Regions from separate parts of the Pan troglodytes genome. Here region 2 is linked to region 1. The links are chromatin contacts, called in public capture Hi-C maps. All regions are on one chromosome and are shown on one strand. The core of a region is the stretch at or near the end of the contact, and the rest is flanking DNA. Distances in the headings are between cores, read along the strand shown. Region 1 has its middle 36 kb from the start of SMC1B. Region 2 overlaps FBLN1 (fibulin 1).

Region 1 (5,464 bases), core at 2,371-4,870:
GAGAATGGCATGAACCTGGGAGGCAGAGCTTGCAGCGAGCTGAGATCGCGCCACTGCACTCCAGCCTGGGTGACAAAGTAAGACTCCGTCTCAAAAAAAAAAAAAAAAAAATTAATAAAGAACCCCCCCAGGAGGTTCCAGGGGCCTCAGTGCAATTGTGACTGCACCAGGTGTGACTTGGGAACCCTGGTGAGGAGGCAAGAGAGCGGGGAGCCTGTGCAGCTAATTCCACAGGAAGGGAGACCACCCAGATCCAGAGGCCGAGGCCTTCCTCCTGACAGCTCCCCGGCCATTCATCTTGTGCACATGGCCACATAAAAGGAGTCGAGAGATCGAGTCCATTCTTTCCCTCCTCTGGGGCTTGCTTGCAAGGCGGGGTTGGGTCAAGGTTGGGGGAGCCTCTCTCTTCCTCCCTGCTTGGTGCCTCAGTGACCAGCCAGCTCCCTGCCCCACCCAGCTGGCCCCAGGCCACCGGCTGGGCCTGGGACTCAACTTGCCAACTTACAGCCTGAGGGAGGGCTGGGCTCTTCAAAAACAGCCTCAAATCATCCAGGCCGCTGACAGCCACAGGGCAAGCGCCCAGAGCCCATTCTTTCTGTCTGGCCTCCATCTCATCCGGCTATCCCAGGATCCCAGGAGTGGCTGCTGATGGAGCCCTTCCCATGGACTGGGCCTTTGCACACACATTGCACCAAATTCTCACAGCAGCCGAGCCAGGTAAGCCGGGTGATCTCCAATTTACAGATGGAGGGCAGGAGTCTGAAGTGGGCTTTGTGGCCACGCAGCCTGGATTCCCATCCAGCTCAGGACTACATGGTCTTGAGCAAGTCTCTTCACCTACCTGAGCCTCGTTTTATTCAACTCATCAGCAAAATGGGTGTAATTCAGGGTTCCTTTTTTTTTAATATTTGAAAAAAAAATTTTTTTTTTTTTTAGATGGAGTCTCACTCTGTCGCCCAGGTGAGAGGGCAGTAGTAGTGCAATCTTGGCTCACTGCAACATCTGCCTCCCAGGTTCAAGCGATTCTCCTGCCTCAGCCTCCCGAGTAGCTGGGAGTACAGGCACACGCCACCACAGCCGGCTATATTTTGTATTTTTTAGTAGAGATGGGATTTCACCATATTGGCCAGGCTGGTCTCAAACTCCTGACCTCAGGTGATCTGAGCACCTCGGCCTCCCAAAGTGCTGAGATTACAGGCATGAGCCACTGCACCTGGCTAATTTTTCTATTTTAGTAGAGACAGGGTTTCACCATGTTGGCCAGGCTGGTCTTGAACTTCTGATCTTGTGATCTTCCCACCTCAGCCTCCCAAATTGCTGGGATTACAGGCATGAGCCACCATGCCTGGCTTGACAAAAATTTTTTTAAGTGTTGGAATTACAGGCATGAACCACTGCCCCGGCCAATACAGGATTTCTTGAGTTGAGTCCACAGATTCCCAAGAGATCCATGGAGAAGCTGGAGGAGAAGGGAACCCATGAAATAATGAAATAGAATGGGGGAAACTTGCTTTTTTTTTTTTTTTTTTTTTTTTGAGACAGAGTCTTGCTCTGTCTCCCAGGCTGGAATGCAGTGGCCTGATCTCGGCTCACTACAACCTCCGCCTCCCGGGTTCAAGCGATTCTCCTGCCTCAGCCTCCCGAGTAGCTGGGACTACAGGCATCCGCCACCACGCCTGGCTAATTTTTTTTTTTGTATTTTTAGTAGAGACAGGGTTTCACCATATTGGCCAGGCTGGTCTCGAACTCCTGACGTTGTAATCCGCGTGAGCCACCGCGCCCGGCCAGTGGAAACTTGCTCCTTTATTCCAACCAGCCCGTCCCCGAATGCGGTACTTCTTCCCATGATGAAGGTACAGAACATTCCAGGGGAAGATTAGCAGCACCTGTGACCATTTCCGCACTAAATAATGGCCAGCTGTACTTCAAAATTAGGGTAGTTATTAGACTTATCACTGGATCTTTATTTATTTATTTTTTTTTGAGATGGAGTCTCACTCTGTCGCCCAGGCTGGAGTGCAGTGGTACGATCTCGGTTCACTGCAACCTGTGACCCCCGGGTTCAAGAGATTCTCCTGCCTCAGCCTCCCAAGTAGCTGGGATTATAGGCGCGCACCACCACGTCTGGCTAAATTTTTTTTTCTTTTGTATTTTAGGAGAGACAGGGTTTCACCATGTTGCCCAAGGTGGTCTCTAACTCCTGACCTCAGGCAATCCACCTGCATCGGCCTCCCAAAGTACTAGGGTTACATGCGTGAGCCACTGCGCCCGGCCCTGGATCTTGTTTAATGCATCCATGTGTCAATGTCCTTCCTAAAATATGTGTCCCAGAAGAAGAAACAAGGCCACAGGTGCAGTCTATTTCCGCTCCTCACTTCCACCAGGTCTCTCTGTCCTTACAGCCCTGCCCCACCTGATTGGTTAAACCATCTGCTGCCTCGTGTCTCCTCCACTGGACGACCAGGACCGAAGGGGCTGGAGAAGGATTAACTCCAATGTCCAGTGCCTGTCCCTGCTTGGTGAGCTCAGCCCAAGAGATCCTTTTGAAATAAGACATCCATTTTTGTAACCACAACTCTATTTAAATAATTGCCAAGTCCAAAAACCTTGGAATCATCCTTGACCCATGTTCACACCCCACGTCTGATCTGTTGGCAGGTTTCTTTGCTACATCTTTACATTTGTGCAGTAGCGAATCACTTCTCACCATCTCTGCTGCCCATCCGGGTCTGAGCCACTGCTGTCTCCTACCTGGATAATTACCACGGCCCTGTCCTCTCTGGTCTCTTTCATCCATCCTTGCCTTCTTACACTCTCGTCTCATCCCAGAAGCCAGACAGGTCATTCCAGCATGGAAGTCCAATCACTCTTTGCTCAAAACCCTCCAAAGGTGTCAATCTTTTTTCCTTTTTCTTTCTTGAAGCAGAGTCTCACTCTGTTGCCTCGGCTGGAGTGCAGTGGCGCGTGTCGGCTCACTGCAACCTCCACCTCCCGGGTTCAAGCGATTCTCCTGCCTCAGCCTCCTGAGTAGCTGGGGCTACAGGCACCCACCACCATGTCCGGCTAATTTTTGTATTTTTAGTAGAGATGGAGTTTCGCCATGTTGGCCAGGCTGGTCTCGAACTCCTGACCTCGTATTCTGCCTGCCTCAGCCTCCCAAAGTGCTGAGATTCCAGGCGTGAGCCGCCGTGCATAGCCAGGACTTCATTGCTGCAGAAGCCCAGGATCAGAACTTTGGGAATATTGTTGTGGGCTCTTGATAAACACACATTTTACATGTTCATTTGGTTTTTTTTGTTTTTTAAGAGAGGTTCTCACTCTGTTGCCCAGGTTGGAGTGCAGTGGTGCCGTCACAGCTCACGGCAGCCTTGACTTCCAGAGCATGAGTTCTCTGCAGCAGAAGCCATGTCCTCTCACCTCTGAACCCAGGGAAGAGAGGGATGCAGCACTAATGCATTGCTTAGAAGTGCTGCACTATGAGCATGAGGTTGGGTGTGATTCAGACCATGTTGTTCCGGCCTCTTGACATGGCCTCTCCACCGCCGGGAGGTAGTGCCACTTTCCTGGTGTCCAGGCTTGGCTGATCACGCTCTCCGACAGCCTGGGCCATGATTTGGGTGCCACTGTGGGGTCACGCTGCCTGTGCCCCCTAGGGCTCACAGAGATACTAGACTTTGGATTCCAGTGCCCTCCCCCAGACCTCCAACAGACCCCACAGAGCTAAGCCCCAGCTCTCTTCATTATCAATCACTCCATTATAACTAGGACACGTACGTCTGTGTGCCTGGACTGTCACTGCCCCTAGGATGAGATTTTCCGGGCAGCTCCTCCATCATCACACAAAGAGGTCTCTGGAGGATCCACATTCCTTGCTGTCTAGACCTGTCCTCAGTATGCCTGAACCCTGGGTGTTCAGGCTCAGGCTGTGAAACTCACGCCCGCAGTTCACCAATTCATGCAACAAATATGGCATGATCTCGGCTCACTGCAACCTCTGTCTCCCAGGTTCAAGCAATTCTCCTGGCTCAGCCTCCCGAGTAGTTGGGATTACAGGTGCCAGCCACCATGCCCACCTAATTTTTTTTTTTTTTTTTTTTGTATTTTTAGTAGAGATGGGGTTTCACTGTGTTGGCCAGGCTGGTCTCGAACTCCTGACCTCAGATGATCCACCCACCTCGGCCTCCCAAAGTGTTGGGATTACAGGCATGAGCCACCGTGGCTGGCCAGATTTGTTTTATATTTTGAAGTCTTACCAACAGGATTTGCTGATGGATTGAGAGAGAGAGAGCCCAACGATGGATCCAAACTCTCTGGCCTGAGCAATTGGAAGCATTGGGGTTTCCATAGCCTAAGACATGGAAGACTTTGGAGGGACAGGTGTGGGTAGAGGGAAACCAGTTCTGTTCAGATGCCTTCATGTTGACTGCCTGCTTGTTAGACATCCCAGTAAAGCTATCAAGTCGACATTTGGGTACCAAGCCTGGAACTCACAGCAGAGGTCAAGCAAGAGAAATACACTAGAGTGTTGTCACCTGTCTTCCCCTCCTAGAGCTCTGCTGACTGTCTCCTTGCAGGCATTCTGTCAGAGGTAGCTGGGACTTTAGAACTGGGCACAATTCCTGGCTCCATCTTGAACTGGCTCTGGGACCTTGGGAAAGTGAGTTCCCCTCTCTAGCCCTTAGTTCTTGCGAAAGGAAAATCGCAGGAGTCCAAAATCGCAAAGTCAAGTGGAAAAGTCAAGCTGGGAACTGCATCAGGCAAACCTTGCCTCCCATTTTCTTCCTAGATAAGATAGCTACAAAGATAAACAAGCTGCATACCTCCCTCCCAATTTGCCCACAAGGAAATTCCTTGTGGGCCTCAGGATCTTTACCCTAAAACAGTTCTGTTGAATTTCACCCTGGCAATGTAAATTGATAGCTTATCTTCACAGATGTGGGACAAAGGACAGAACTCACCATCAGGCCTCTGCCCACCTGAGACAAATGCATATATGATTGCTTGATTGCTTCCTCTGCCCTATTGTTTATGTGAAAATGCAGATTCACTGAGCCAGACTAGGGCACACAGGACTACTCCTCTACCCTCTGCTCACGTGGAAATAGTGTATTCAGTGAAAGGCTGATCAAAGACTCAAAAGGATGCACCCATTTATCTTTCATATGCCTATGACCTGGAAATCCCTGCTTCCAGTTGTCCTGCGTTTCCAAACTGAAGCAATGTACATCTTACACATATTGATTCATGCCTCATGTCTCCCAAAAATGTGTAAAAGCAAACTATACCACAACCTCCTTGGGCACATGTCAGCAGGACCTCCTGAGGCTGTGTCACAGACACGTCCTTAACCTTGGCAAAATAAACTTTCTTTCCTTTTTTTTTTTTTGGGAGACAGAGTTTCGCTCTTGTTGCCCAGGCTGGAGTGCAGTGGCGTGATCTTGGCTCACTGCAACCTCTGCCTCCC
Region 2 (4,960 bases), core at 1,442-3,941, 100 kb before region 1:
CAGGAGATGTGCATGGGTTCAAGTTGACAAGGGGTGGACTTGTGATGGTTAATACTGAGTGTCAACTTGATTGGATTGAAGGATACAAAGTATTGATCCTGGGTGTGTCTGTGAGGGTGTTGCCAAAAAAGATTCACATTTGAGTCAGTGGGCTGGGAAAGGCAGATCCATCCTTAATCTGGGTGGGCACCAACTAATCAGCTGCCAGCACGGCTACAGCATAAGCAGGCAGAAAAACGTGAAAAGAGAGACTGGCCTAGCCTCCCAGCCTGCATCTTTCTCCTGTGCTGGATGCTTCCTGCCCTCAAACATTGGACTCATTTTTTCTTCGTTTTTGGGACTCAGACTGCTGTCCTTGTTCCTCAGCCTGGAGATGGCCTATTGTGGGGCCTTGTGATCATGTGAGTTAATCCTTAATAAACTCCCCTTTATATATATATATTCCATATATATATTCCATTATATATATATATATTCCATTTTATATATATATATGTATATTCCATTAGTTCTGTCCCTCTAGAGAACCCTAATACAGGTCCAAACTTCTTGTGGTGGAGACAGAGACGGGTCCCAACCTCCTGGGGTGGAGACGGGGACGGGTCCTAACCTCCTGCGGTGGAGACGGGGACGGGTCCTAACTTCCTGCGGTGGAGATGGGACGGGTCCTAACTTCCTGCGGTGGAGACAGAGACGGGTCCTAACTTCCTGCGGTGGAGACGGGGACGGGTCCTAACTTCCTGCGGTGGAGACGGGGACGGGTCCTAACTTCCTGTGGTGGAGATGGGGACAGGTCCTAACTTCCTGTAAAGGATGAGCACAGATTCCAACTTCCTGTTACAGATTCTAACTTCCTGTGACAGGATGGAGATGGGTATTATCTTCCGCTACAGGATAGTAACAAGTTCTAATTTCTTGTCACAAGATGGGACAGGGGTCGTCTCCTGTGTACTGAACTCCTGGCCCATCATACTCTGAAGGTGGCTGCCTGAGGAAGCAGGGCCCAGGTGCGGAGCCCCAGAGGACCTGGCCCAGGTGCTCCAGGAAGCCCTGCCATCTGGGCTGTGTCTGGATTCTGAGGTCAGGAGCATCCTCTCGTCCTGGCCTTCTATCACATCTCCCTTTTGGCTTTTTAAGTTTCCATGTCTCGTGCTGGGTTACTTGGACTTGCTTGAGGCATTTATTGAGACTGGGGTCTCCTTTTACCTCCTCTTTCCAGGTTTGTCAGGACTGACAGGAGGCCTTGCATTTACTGGGCTAGTGATCATTCCAAGCTCTTAGAAAGGACTGGCCTGGGAGTCAGGGGCACTGAACGGGGGAGTCCTGCCTGGGAGGGGCCCAAAACAGAGGCAGGAAAGAAGGTGGGCACGGGTGCTGCTGGTGGTGGCCTGCCCCAGAGACGCCCAGGTCCAGGCCAAACGGGAGTGCTCCAGGCGATCTGAGAGCTCTCCCCCAGGGGGGCCTCTGAGGAGCTGCGACCAAAGCGTCCGTGAACTGGGGGAGGAGCGTGGGACCCATGAGCTGTGCTTCCGGGTGCAGGTGAACTGCGCTTCCGGGTGCAGGGAGCAGGCTGCAAGCAGCAGGCTTTCCTTCCACTCGCTCCCTCCACTGTCTCCCATCGTCCTCCCGCTCTACTGGCTGGAAGACAGACGCCCATTGAGGACGCAGAACTTGCTTATAGCTCCGTGGTGTGTAGTAAGGGGCAAGCTTGGCTTTCAAAGTCGGCCTGTCTTACTTCAAAGCTTTTACACACACAATGTATGCACACACACAAGCACGCGCACACGCACACACACCAGCAACTTCAGGGCCAGCCTGGATGGGGCTGGTCAGCAGGTGGCGCTAGAGTCGCCCTGGTGGGATTTCGGCTTCCCGCTTCTCTCAGCATGGCGCTTCTCTCAGCATGGCGGGTACTAACCAGGGATGGAATTTGTTTTGCCAGAGGGAAGCGTTCACCCAGCACGCTGGAGGAAAGCAATGGGAGGTGTGCGTGGTGTTCTGGTGCAGCTCCCGCCGTCATCACACACAGCGACTGGTCACTCCTCCCCTGGCGGCTCCCCCTCCGACCCCACACAGTCATTCCTCAGAGCACCCCAAAACCTTCTCCACACTAGGAGTTTCTGGGCTGGCTCCTTCTGGACAAAGAGCAGGGCCTGGGGCACCCGCTATGTGCTTTGCAAATGACTAATGCACAAAAATAAACATGTCCTTGATTTTCCTGGTAAGTCCTGGCTTCAATGATCCTACTTCGCTCTACTCAAACTTTTTAAAACACCAGAAACATAACTGTCTGGCAAACTGCCTGTCAGACTGGGAACGGCCCAAAAATCCCTTTTAGCCAGTGTGTCTAGGTCAGGGACGGGTTGTCATCACTGAATGTATTACAGAGCAGGGCATAGGCGAGCCCGCCCCGTCCCCCCCTGCCACGCAGGCCCTGGTTTCCAGACATGTCCCCTCAGCAGGCCACGCATCCTGGGCCATGTCATGCGTTAGAGGACAATGTGCTCCAACTTGCCAGTTCAACACGTTTGACCCTAACACCTCAAGCTCTATGGAAATGATCCTAAGCCACCACACACCAGAGAAAAAAGGCCCTCTAGGCCCCCTCCTTCTCCTGGGAGCCACGGCAGTTCTGGCCACCCCAGGTGCTTGTGGATATCCCTGCCGGCATTTTCCTGGCTTTCACATGCTCGTCGTCCGGGAGACAAGCTCCAGGAACTGGCCAAGGCAGGGGGGCCATCGACGGCTCTATCTCTGCCACCGTCCACCGTGTTACACCCTCAGGCCCACAGCTGTTCACTCGTGTCCCATCCCCGGGAAGCGGCAACCAAGGCCACCCGGCTTTGCTCCAGCTTTCTAGACCACAGGCCATCAGGCGCCGGCCCCACTGAGGGGATAAAGAGGATGTGTCCGGCCCCATGAAAGGCTGTGGGACAGCTTTGCACACTTCCTCCTGCGGGCAGAAGGGAATTGTGTGGGCAGGACTGTAACAGCCTGGTCCTGTCCACAAGGCCGAGCCCTGTGGTTTGCGGCCCAGCTTCCTGGGTCATGCTCCAGTTACCAGCCCTCGGCCGCCGGGATGTTCCCCAGATGGAAGCCGTGTGAGTGGAGAGAGAGAGAAAGCCACAGCAGCGGACTCTGCAGTCCTGTCTGTCAAGGCTCCCGAAGGAGGCGCTCTTGCTGAGTTGTTAACCACAGAAGCGCCGGCCATGGGTCCCTCCTAAATATGGCTCTTTTAGATTTTAAAAATTGCTTTCTGAAGCTTAGATGAAAAAACGTGTTAAGCAGCTTGGATTTTTGATGAGCAGGAAAAGGGGCTGTAAAATACAAAACTCCAGTCTGAGGGGTTAGCAGTGCTGAGAGGGGGTGGCCCCTCCTCACTATCAGTCCCGGGAGTCCAAGGGCTGGAACAAGCCAGGGGCCCAGCAGCTCAATCCCTTACTGCACAGCACACAGGGCCCAGGTTTCAGGCTGAACTCCCTATTTCACCGCACATGTGTCCATACTCCCGCCGCTTCTGCCTAATTCGCTCCCCCTTCCACCTCCATGCAGGCATGGCCCACTCCAGACAGCCCCCTGCCCACCCTCACGCCCAGCCAGGTGGGGGGCCCCTCCTCCCTCCTAGCACACACGCCGAAGGCGGAGCCAGTGCGGGGACGAAGCCCTCTGTGGGCTGTCTACCCAGGTGCCTGCACGCAGTAGGTCCAGGAAGAAATGACTTTCTCCAGCACTGAGGGGTGGCAGAGGCTTCCACAGCCAACAGGAGGGGTGGAGCTGGGTTCTGCTGATTTCAGCCATGACCTCAGCACACATGGCCAACCTGCCCACCCTCAGGCTTAGGGGGCGCCAGGGCCCCTGTGCAGGGCAGCCTCCCCCTCTTCGAAAGGTGGTTTCACGACTGTGTGCAAGTTAGAAATCGAGGTCACAACCACAGCCAGCCTCCCGGAATCCTCAAGCCCAGGCGCTGACAAAGGCTGGGGAGAGAGTGAACTTACAATGACAGACGGCTGCACAGCCTGCAGCCAAGGCCATGGAACTTTCTTAATGGCTCAGAGAAGCACTGTCACTGCCTGCCAGGCTGTTGCATAACCATGAGTTCTTCGGGATGCTACAGACTTGCAAACCCAGTTTTGGGGCAGCTTTTTCCTAACCCAAGCTCAGGAAGGAAACAAGATGTTGGGTTTTCAAGCAGACAGAAATCCGTGCTGGGAAACAGGGAAATGGCTGGGCCAGCCAATGAGAATCCCAAAGCCAGGAAGAATATGGAGGGCTGCCAGGGACAACGGGGCTGCTCGGGGACCCAGAAGCCTTGCTATGCCACAAGCCAGGGCAGCTGCCCCTAGGGTCAAGCGGTGGACACTACCACTGACCCTCAGGTCGCGGGGGCAGCTGGCCAAGAGCCCAAGGCAGGCTGAAGGTCAAGGGGCCAAGGCCTCGGAAACAGTTGGCTGCCTGCATCGTGCACTCAGAGTGCTGGGAGAGGTCACAAGTCCACAGTCCTGAGATCGGTCCCAGCATGGAGCTTTTCCTGAAGCAACTGACTGTGGCACTAAATGAGACGTTCTGAATACAATTAGGGGCAAGGGGGATAGGAAGTGGGAACCGTGGTCTCAAGTGGGCGCCATGATGGCCTAGGAGTGAGTGAGCTTACAAAGACATAGGGGCACGCAGCCCCACGTTTAGGATGTGGAATCTTTGATGCTGTTCCCACAGTCACCAGGCTGGACGAATTCTGGCTTTCAGATGGGCACCTAACAACAACGTCCAACAGGTCACATCAGCTCCCTGGCTCTGGGCTGACATGGAGACACTGCTACCTATGCATCTAAGTCAGAGTACGTTCTGACATCTGCATGTTACAGATGAGGAAACTGAGGCCCAGAGAGCTTGCCCAAGGCTTCCACCCTAGGAAAAAAGAGGGCTGTGGTTTCTGCCTGGTTCTGTGCACAGCCTTGGCCTG

Evidence for each region. Capture Hi-C pulls out chosen DNA fragments and counts their contacts.
Region 2: a capture Hi-C map of stem cell-derived neural stem cells shows a contact between it and region 1, with 6 times the contacts expected there. The contact joins two enhancer-like sites. A contact is called at or near these places in 4 of 7 Hi-C or Micro-C datasets (blood, induced pluripotent stem cells and stem cell-derived neural progenitor cells) and 1 of 1 other capture datasets (stem cell-derived neural stem cells).

What each region holds. Positions count from the first base shown.
Region 1 is chr23:47,440,332-47,445,795 of NHGRI_mPanTro3-v2.0_pri, reverse strand. No RefSeq gene overlaps it. Among named protein-coding and RNA genes, the nearest start is that of SMC1B, 36 kb to the right of the region's middle. Within about 2 kb of position 3,620, at least 1 of the 24 cell types and tissues checked has an H3K27ac peak or open chromatin away from gene starts, as enhancers often do. A contact at or near this core is called in stem cell-derived neural stem cells, where this site is marked.
Region 2 is chr23:47,541,177-47,546,136 of NHGRI_mPanTro3-v2.0_pri, reverse strand. The region is part of intron 14 of FBLN1 (fibulin 1); the gene reads right to left. Among named protein-coding and RNA genes, the nearest start is that of FBLN1, 51 kb to the right of the region's middle. Within about 2 kb of position 2,691, at least 3 of the 24 cell types and tissues checked have an H3K27ac peak or open chromatin away from gene starts, as enhancers often do. A contact at or near this core is called in stem cell-derived neural stem cells, where this site is marked.